Linked DNA regions of Mus musculus: region 1 is linked to region 2. A link is a contact called in public ChIA-PET data. All regions are on one chromosome and are shown on one strand. The core of a region is the stretch at or near the end of the contact, and the rest is flanking DNA. Distances in the headings are between cores, read along the strand shown.

Region 1 (4,754 bases), core at 804-3,303, 110 kb before region 2:
TACAGATTACTAGCAACACCAGCTTTACAATTACACTTGCATTTATTATCTATTCTAATGCTAAAGTTTAAACTATTCCAAATGCCCTTATACCTGAAAAGGTCCAAACCCACAATGATAAGCAATGGAATTTTAAGAGACAGCTTGACAATTTACATGTATATGTGCGTTTCATTTTCAGCAGGCTCTTCTAAATCAGTTCGAGATTAAGTGGTGCAATATTCAAAGTTATTTCTGCCGTTGACTTAAAACTGGATCAGTAAAGAGTGAGGATCAAATGTAAACTCTGTGAAGCTCTGGGAAGACACAGGGCTGGTGAAGAGCTTTCAGCAGGCAGGCTGTATACCCAACAAGCTCTGTAGTTCCCTCATTTCATAGCTTCACATTTAGGTTCAACAAGTAAAATTATATGGAACACAGCAAGTTTATATTAAATAAAACAAAAAGGAATAAATTTGGATATTTCTGGAAAAATACCTAGATACTAATACAGATACTATGTTCATTCTTGAGTTGAAATTCTAGTTATAAAATGTCCGTACTGACATCAAGTGCTTCCACAGTACTCAAACAGTTGTAATCTTCACCAGTCCTTCACTTTTGCTGAATACACAAATAGAAATAGCATTAAATATGAGTCTAGGGTTGTTCTCATGTGTGAATACTCGCAGTAAGTGAGGTGATACAGACTTGCAGATCAGTGGAAAGCATTGTCCTTTTTACAAACAAATAACACAGAGAGAATAATTCAGTAACAGGGTAGCACAGAGCACGTAAGTCCCACTGGCTTTCTTTAATTTTCAGTCCAAATACTGTATTGTATTGTCTTATGCCAAAGAAACAAGAGGAAAGACATTTACCAACTAAAATAATTCTGACAAGACATTTACCACTATTGTTTTTAATAATGCATACACCGAGTGTTTCTGAATATTGTAACAGATAGAGAGAGAAAGAGAGAGAGACAGAGAGAGAGAGAGAGAGAGAGAGAGAGAGAGAGAAAGAGAGAGAGAGAGAGAGAGCAGAAAAACAGAAAAAGGGAAAAAAATCCACACAGGCAAATTAACTGCCTTGTCTACCCATATAATAAAGCAATCAATTACATTCTATCCAAACTTGACAAGCAAAAGCACTTTCTGCAGTGATAAGCTTATGGGAAGAACAAGATAGCTGTTCTCCTTTAGTTTATATGCTCTATTGAGAGTTTTATCCACATTTTAAAATCACACTTATAAAAGAGGTTTCCGGGATTGCCTCCGAGGATGAGCTGTGGCAGAGTTGGGTCTCATGAAGGGTATCTACACAGTAAAGTGATAAGAAAAGAGCATTAACATTTAAAGATCATAGCAGCTCTGAACTATGTCTTATGAAACATACTAATAATACCACAGTAGATTCAAATAACAAAGAGAGAGAAATCCTCACCCTAAGTGCCATGATCTCGAGCAGGTTCGTACTGATTACAAGTGAATACTTTACTTTTTGAACACTGAGCTGCCTCCTCTTTTATTATTGGTAATAGCTCTGACTGTCAAAATAGATCTATTCTATGAGAGAAGGGCTTAAATATAAAGGAAAATATGTTATCAATTACTACTTTGAAAAGTAGCTGTGTGCTGCTTTTGTTATCAAGAATGGCAATTTTACAATATTCAAGGGAACATACAACTGTCCCTCATCTTTATACTTGGCTTCCTCTGAAAAAGACTGAATTAGAAATGCATGGCTGATAGTATTTGCTAACTTTCTTCTTTGATTTTGGTAGGAGAAATCTTAAGGGCTTAGAGGTTAGAAGTAACATTTTTTGACTATGTAGAAACAAAATTTACCATTTCTTTCACATATTTAGAGCTGTATAGATTAATAGTCACATTATAAAATGTTCATTTTTTAAATTTAACTACTAGAAAGATGTGTTTAATGCTTCTAAGTTCCACTGAGAAAAAGAAAGTGAAAAGAGGCACACAGAGAAATAAAGCAGTACTGAGGGGAGCTACCACGCCAAACTCAACCACAGACCACGAACCACACAAAACATCACACGGAAAACAATCACGGGGAAGCAAGGCTAAGGGAAAGGCTGTGCTTGTAAACACACGAGAAGCAATGGCAAGAGCTGCAAACCCTGTGCTACAGTTTCCAGCTCCTTAGGCCCTAAGTGGGGAGCTTGAGCAACAGGGAATGCGAATGAGTCCTTTGTCTCAGCATTAAGCCACACAGCTAACGCATATTCTAAAGGGAGTAAGCATTTATAATGTAAGCATATTTCACTTGCAATTATGTGCAAAGTAATGGAGACTAACAGAAAACTGAAACGGATTTTGGAATTACTTATGACAGTCCTTTGAAAATACATGCATCCATGGAAATGTGATGAAAATACATGCATTCATATCATATGGATGATATGTATTTGCATAACATGATGAAGTTTTAAACTTCAATTAAATCCAAGTTTGTCTTTAACTGTGGTAAAACCAAAAGTTAATTTTAATATTCCCTTTCTTACTAACTTTCACCTAATATTTTTAATCTCTCTAGATGCTACAATAAGCAGCATGACTTATATTCAGCTCTCACATGTCAAGATAAAAGGCTGCAGTATTTTAAAATCAAAGAGTATGTTTTAACCTAGCATTTACTCCATTTGTATCCATTTAGCTCCCTTTGGAATTAATATAGAAAACATATTTTCAAAGTTTCACCAACAGATTAATCATTACTGAATCATTACTACTAAGTATCTGCTGTGCTTGGTTGCGTCATGCATGTTAAGTCAGTACAATGCAGTGGAGTGAGGTAGCATACCTAATGACAAATGCATGGGCTTGATAGTTAAGATGGCTTACATTCAGTAGCCACTTTGATTACACTCCTTCATTTCCTCACAGACCACAAATAAAGTTAGTTTCTGATTCCTATCTGTATCTGAGAGATTATTGCCATGGGGATTAAAAGAATCAATATGGAAAGCACCAAAAACGTGACAGGAACACAGTGAGTGGGAACCAGAGTGGAAGCCAGCAGACCTGTCAAACACTACCAAACTGTTCTGTACAAGAGAACTCTTAATACTAAGCAATTCACACCGGGACTTTTAACATATACTGGGATTAATTAAATTTCCCATTGTTTGCTGATTCTATAGCACAGATCATTCATATCTAAAAGAAGATATGCACATCTAGACACAGCACATGTAGAGGGCAGAGTCTGGGACCAAAATCTAATTGGATAATTCCTATAGTTGCCAGTTCAAAGATACTTGGAAGTAATACTCCTTTGTGCCTAAGTTATAACACATAATTTTCTAGATACCACAATTCAGCACCAAACCCCAAATATGTGCCTTAATCCTACTGTTAATTCCCTTTACCCCTAGCTCATTAAAATGAGGGGTTTTGTTTTGTTTTGTTTTGTTGGTTTTGTTGAGACAGAGTTTCTCTGTGTAGCCCTGGCTGTCCTGGAACTCACTCTGTAGATCAGGCTGGCCTTTAACTCAGAAATCCCCCTGCCTCTGCCATCCATGTGTTGGGATTAAAGGCTTGTGACACTACTGCCCGGCCAAAATGATATATTTTTATGGATTAAAAACAAAGCCAATATAAAGTTAAACTCCTGATAGACAAATAATGGATAAAATATGATGTTCATTTAGAATACAGGAAATAAATAAAATAAAAAAAAACTATGTATTTGGGTTCTAATACTAAACTGTATTAGATTAAATTTGTCTTGGGGTTTTAAGAATTGAAAATTTTAAGAGAAAACACGATAGCGCCCTTGGAGAGAAACTGTCCATTTCTGACTAGAGCACTTACATACCACAAGAGACTTGACTATCCCTCTCTAACACACATTTGTTCTATGTTGCTTCAAGTCAATGCAGGGAGAGAATGCAAGTCCTAAATGAATGGTCAGATATGAATTTCCAGATTATTGTCTGATTTGCATATTGTTTTGTTTTGGAATCTCTAAATTTAAAAAATGATAGACGACAAAATGACAAGTCAACTTAATTCAAGGTAATCCATTTTAACAGTAACAGAACTGGTTAGAGATTCCATCCTGCATGCTTAAATATTTCTCTCTCTGAATGTATATTTGTTTGTGTGTTTATGTATGTATATGTGTGTGCACATAAATATGGATGGGTGAGTGTGCAAATGTGTGTGGAGGCTACAGTCTGAAATCAGGTGTCTTCCTCAATTACTCTCCAACTCATTATAATTGTTATTTATTTTCTTGAGATGGAAATCCCTCACTAAACCTGTTGTTCACTGATTGGTATCAGTTGGCTGGCCAGTAAACCCCTGGATTCTCCTGTTTCTGTCTTCAGGAGATTACAAGCTGGGATTACAAGCATGCCCTTCCACACTCAATTTATATATGGGACCTGAGGATTGGAACTCAAGTCTTCATCCTTACACAAGAAGCATTTCACAGACAGGCCTCTCTCGAGCCCTAAGGAGAAGCACTTTTGCTACATGAAGAATATAAATATCGATAAATGTAATAAATGATCATGTGTAAATTAATAATATAAATATACAATGGAAAGTAAGTCAAAAATTCAAAATTAATCTTTTTAAGTAGATAAATAAATAAAACAAACATTTCACTGTTAAATGTATTTGAAAACATGATTTGCCAGGCAGTGGTGGCACATGCCTTTAATCCCAGCACTTGGGAGGCAGAGGCAGGCGGATTTCTGAGTTCGAGGCCAGCCTGGTCTACAGAGTGAGTTCCAGGAC
Region 2 (5,113 bases), core at 122-2,621:
AAGAACTCCCCTAAGTATGCCTAGGGGGCTGATATGGGAGTAACACTGCGCAAGAATATTGTGGTCCATATTATTCATAATATACTCTTCTACATCTGGGGTACCTCAAGTCTTCACTCGAGTATATAAGCATAAATATAGTTTAGGGTATAGATTGGGAAAAATGTTTCTCCTTTTTGAATAAGGCTTCCTCCCTACCAGCTAACCATCTGAGTAAATCTGGACGGAAGCAGAAGCCATAGTAGGTTCTAATGAGAGGTTCTTAGGTTAATGTGAGAAATTAAATGACCAAAATAAATGGTTTGTGTGCACAGTAAATGAACATTTTAATCAAAAGTCTCAAAAAAAAATTAAAAAGTTAAAAATGCAGTGAACGGCAGAAAGCTGTGAAAGGGAGAGAAAGCAAACATTTACCTGAAGCATCTCCAACTTTAAAATCACTGTCATCTGAACTATCATAATCAAGAGCTTCCAGGAGAGAAGCGGCCAAAGGCTTCACCTGCCTCCTCTTGGAGCTGCGATCCACTGTTAAGAGAAAAAATTACAATCATTTTACAATCTCACCAAACAGGGAGAACTGTGATGCTGGGGGAAATAGAAATGACTTCGTGCACTGCACGGAATCTCCAATTGACTTCTCCACACTGAGCTTGGTGGGAAAAGTTGGGTTTGGGGGCGCTGGATGCAGAGAGCCTGGCTGCCCCTGACGTTAGGCCAGGACCAATGCAAACAGCCCACATCCTCGCAGACCCCCGCCTAACTTCTGACCACTCGGTAATCCCTCACTCAGACAACGTACGGCCACGCACGCTATCTCGGAAGCCAAGGGACCACGGAGCAGCTTCCAGCAAGGGTCCGTCTGTCTGTCTGTCCTGCAGGACCCACCCGGCCCTCCCTGCTCAGCACCGCCTGACTTGAAAGGAGAAGTGGCGCGGGGCTGAGGCCTCGGAGACACTTACTAAGGAATCCGTGAGGTGGTCGTTTGGAGAGCTAGGGAAGGCTGCGAGAGGCAAGGCAGCAGGGACGCGCAGAGGACCAAGGAGACCGGTCGGAGAGCAGCTACCGAGGCAGGGCGCTGCGCCGACCGAGCAGGGGCGACCCCGGGGGTGGGCTACTGTCCCTCCCCACGCCCCGCGCCCGCCCGCCCGCCCGCCCGGCGCCCCTTCCCCCGCGCTCCCCGGCCAGGGGCGCTAGGCCCGAACCGGCCGCCCTGCGAGGGGAACTGCCCCGGTAAAAACTGGAAATAAAAAGAAAACTTTATTAGCCTGCACCAGAAGCAACAAAAGACCCAGAATTTGCACAGCGGAGGGCCTTCTGTCAGAGACAATAGGGAGAACAGCGACCCGGATACAGCTCCGACAAGGAGGAAGTGAAAGCCGCCGCGGAAACGCCGCCCTGGGCAGCCGAAGCTGAGGGCGCATGCGCGCACTCGCTCCCTCGCCGGAACTCAGTAACTTTAAGAATATTCACAGATTCTCTAGTTCCATCCATCTGCCTAAGAACTAGTCATTGCTGGTGGGAGTGAAAACTGGTACAGCTACTATGGAAATCAGAGTACAGGTTCCTCACGAAGCTGAGTCTCCATCTACCTCAAGATTCGACTATAACACTTGTACTTCCTAGTTTTGTGTATCAACTTAACACAAGCTGGAGTAATCAAAGGAGCCTCCCTTGAGGAAATGCCTCCAAGAGATCCAGCTGTAAGGTATTTTCTCAAATAGTGATCAAGCACTGAGGGCCTAGCCCATCATGGGTAGTGCCATCCCTGGGCTAGTATTCTTTGATTCTATAAGAAAGCCAGGGGAAGAAAGACAGTAAACAGAACTCCTCCATGGCTTCTGCATCCACTTCAGCCTCCAAGTTCCTGACCTGCTTGAGTTCCTGTCATGACTTCCTTTGGTGATGAACAGCAATGTGCAAGTGTAAGCTGAATAAACCCTTTCCTCCCCAACTTGCTTCTTGGCCATGATGTTTTGTGTACGAATAGAAACACTGACTAAGACACCACTCAGACGTTGATATTTGCTCATTCATGTCCATTGCTGCTCTCTATATAATCACCAAAATTTAGAAACATTATAGATGTCCATAAGCTAATGGTTGAATAGTGAAAATGTTTTATAGTTACACAATGGAATATTATTCAGCTGTTAAGAAAAATGAAATTTGCAAGAAAATGGACAAACATAGCAAAAATTATCCTGCGTGAGGTAACTAGGACTCAAAAAGACAAATATTCCATTTTTCAAAGTTAGGAACATAAGTTAAAAAGAAAAGAAGAAAGACAACTATTTTGTGTAACTCCAGTAAGTAAGTAAGCCTCAGAAACAAGGCAGACAGGAGCCAAGCCCAGGACTGGCTTTAATAGGCTAATGAACGAATCTGAAGGTGAAGTTAAGATGCTAGTGAAAAAAAAGTCTAATGGGGGTGGGAAATATAGAGAAGACAACTAACACTAAAGACCCCTTCAAAAAATATATGGAAAAACTGTTTACCACTCTACAGGGGCCTGGGATAACAGAACCTAAAAAGAAGGTAGACTAAGTTCTCATGCAATAGCTAACTTTATTCAGAACATCAGAAAATTTAAACTGTAAGAGTTAAGAATCACAAGAGTAAAGAGTCCAATTGCAAGGAAAGCTGCACATGTCAAAAATGTCTTTTCCTTGGTGGTAATAAACAAATAACAATAGTTAGCTGTGATGGATAAGCTGAAATAAACTCACTCCTATTCACTACACCTGGGAGGAGCACGAAGCAGTCCAAAAGCAAGTTCTGTGTTCTGAAGAAACTGAGCTCCAAGACTCTTGTCTTGTTGTCTTATAGTCTCCCAAGCACTCAGAATTCTCTTCACCAATTCTCCTCACTAAGAAAACAGCATTCTGGGGACTGTGTTACAACAGAAATCTACAAGCATAGAGGCTCTTTAAAGCAAATACAATATGCAAGGAAATGAAATAGAATATATTTACTCCCCCATATACTGGGGGAGACAATGCCTCAACTAGATAGCTTATCTCACCAAGTGAAAACTCCAGTGCTACAAATGGGTTCTCTCCTGTTGAGTCACTGGACAGATTCCATACAACCCTTCAAGTATCACAGACTATTGTTACTTGATCTCTACAACCTGATAGCAAATCCCTACTGCTGAAGACACTACTTATATTATTGAACATTAAACTGGTGCTCAACTAGAAGTTCCATCCCTAATGGCTAAGGTTAAGGTGCTCTGCACACTATGAGAGGACGAGAAACGTAATCATCAGCACCTCCCAAGCACAAACACTGAGATCTGGCCTCAGACAAAGCAACCTGCCTCCAAGATATGCTGGTGCAGTAGTGGCACAAAGGTTACAGGAGTAACCAACCACATTTGATTGGAAGACATCCATATAAATAAACCACAGTACTCAGTATTACTAAGAGGAAAAAAGAACATAATACAAATATGGCAAATCTTATATTGATATTACACAAAGGTTTGAATGAAACCAATTAAACTCATTTATTTATTCCACAAATACATGTTGAATGTCAGTATGTTTAGAATGGGAAATGAAATGTTTTGAAAAATTGTGAAATTTATAGACATCAAATCACCGAATGCAATGAGGAGGAAACTCTTCAAAGATATTTTCATTGAAACATATTTAATAAATACCATATATAGCAATTTAAGGAATGTACCAAAATGATTATTGTCTTTTCCCAGCCACAGGTTGAGATACAACTGAATATATAATCAAGTAAATTACTGTTTGTTACTCTGGACAACCAGAGAAAGAATACACACATTCAGAGAGGAGGAAACACAAAGGAAAAGCATTCTAGAGCAATTTATATTTATACTCATACACAAAAAGTTTAAGTATGCATCTAAACTGGGGTGGGTGTCAAGAGTGAAGGGAGATGTTTTTTAAAAGTACAGAAATTCCCAGGGCTAAGAGCATGTTGAAAAAATCCGATTGGCACACTAATATGTTTAGGTAATAAAAAAGAAATAAAATTTTACCCTATAAAATAAAGATTTATTTGATATGGCTTGGCTCAAAAAGCAGGGAAATTGTTATTGCCAATAAAATGAAGATATTGTAATGAGAAATAATTAGTTAAATTATCACATGTGATTATTGATCACAGTCTACGGGCAACAAGTACTTCTTCTAATAGACCATCGAGATGGAGCAAAAAATAAATAAATGGCCTGAGATGAAAGCAATGCCAAGAACAGCCAATATGTATATTTAAATATAATAAATAAATATTAAATGTGTATTTAAATAGTGTGTGTGTGTGTGTGTGTGTGAGTGTGAGTGATGAGCAAAAGTTCAGAGTTTTAAATTCATTGTCAAGAAATACAGCTTCTCTGTTACTCAAAACTAGGATTTCTCAGTGTAGGCACCATGGATACTTTGGGCTAAATAATGTAGTGTAGAAGATGACCCTGTGTCTGTAGATGATCCAGCTTTTTCCCTCTAGCAACAACATGCCGAAGCAGCTCACCTTTATTCAAGTTGTGATATCTAAAAAGTTTTTGCCAAATGTCCTTTGAAAAGAAAAGCCAACAGTGGTAACCTCATTCATGCCTCTAACTGAGAATCGGTGTTCTAATAAAATCATTGAGCAATGCCAACAGCCAGTGATCTTGAATCCACAGGTTGAAATTTTAGACAAGTCTGTGAGCATTGAGTATATCGATTGGTAAGGAGGCTATCTGAAGAATTGAGAATAGGTTGCAACATCAAAGACTTCTCTTTGTCAGTGTAATTAGACCTTTCCTTTTTGTCGAAATTGGACTCATATCTATCCTGTTCATCTGTATCGGTCTCAGAGTCTCTTGGAAATGGGACTGCAGATGTGATTTGTGTTTGGCCCTAAGAAGAGATTTGGCAACAGAAGCCGACAGTAGCTAATCACCTGTAGTGTAGCAGCAAACTGTAGTACAGAGAAGCTGATCTTATTATAGACATTTTAATGCAGGGGCTTTTCTAAGTTATAAAGACTTTCCAAAGGATGCTATGCTGGAGAGTTAAATGTCACTTTGGCACAATGTAGAGTCATCAGAGAGGAAGAAGTCTCAACTGAGAAAATGCCTCCATATGATTGGGCC

Evidence for each region. ChIA-PET counts read pairs in DNA pulled down with a chosen protein or histone mark.
Region 1: an RNA polymerase II ChIA-PET map of memory CD8 T cells shows a contact between it and region 2, with 165 read pairs. The contact joins the enhancer-like site here to the promoter of Phf14 in region 2. A contact is called at or near these places in 2 of 484 Hi-C or Micro-C datasets (liver and nephron progenitors), 3 of 115 datasets of contacts at active chromatin or transcription factors (embryonic stem cells, hepatocytes and memory CD8 T cells) and 3 of 9 other capture datasets (adipose tissue, liver and pancreatic islet).

Annotation. Positions count from the first base shown.
Region 1 is chr6:12,035,755-12,040,508 of GRCm38.p6, reverse strand. All of the region lies in intron 16 of Phf14 (PHD finger protein 14), which reads right to left. Among named protein-coding and RNA genes, the nearest start is that of Phf14, 110 kb to the right of the region's middle. Within about 2 kb of position 2,053, at least 30 of the 459 cell types and tissues checked have an H3K27ac peak or open chromatin away from gene starts, as enhancers often do. A contact at or near this core is called in memory CD8 T cells, where this site is marked.
Region 2 is chr6:11,922,139-11,927,251 of GRCm38.p6, reverse strand. It overlaps Phf14 (PHD finger protein 14), which reads right to left and starts at 1,371. Exons shown (of 18, transcript NM_001168382.2): 1 at 960-1,371; 2 at 415-525. The coding sequence starts at 960.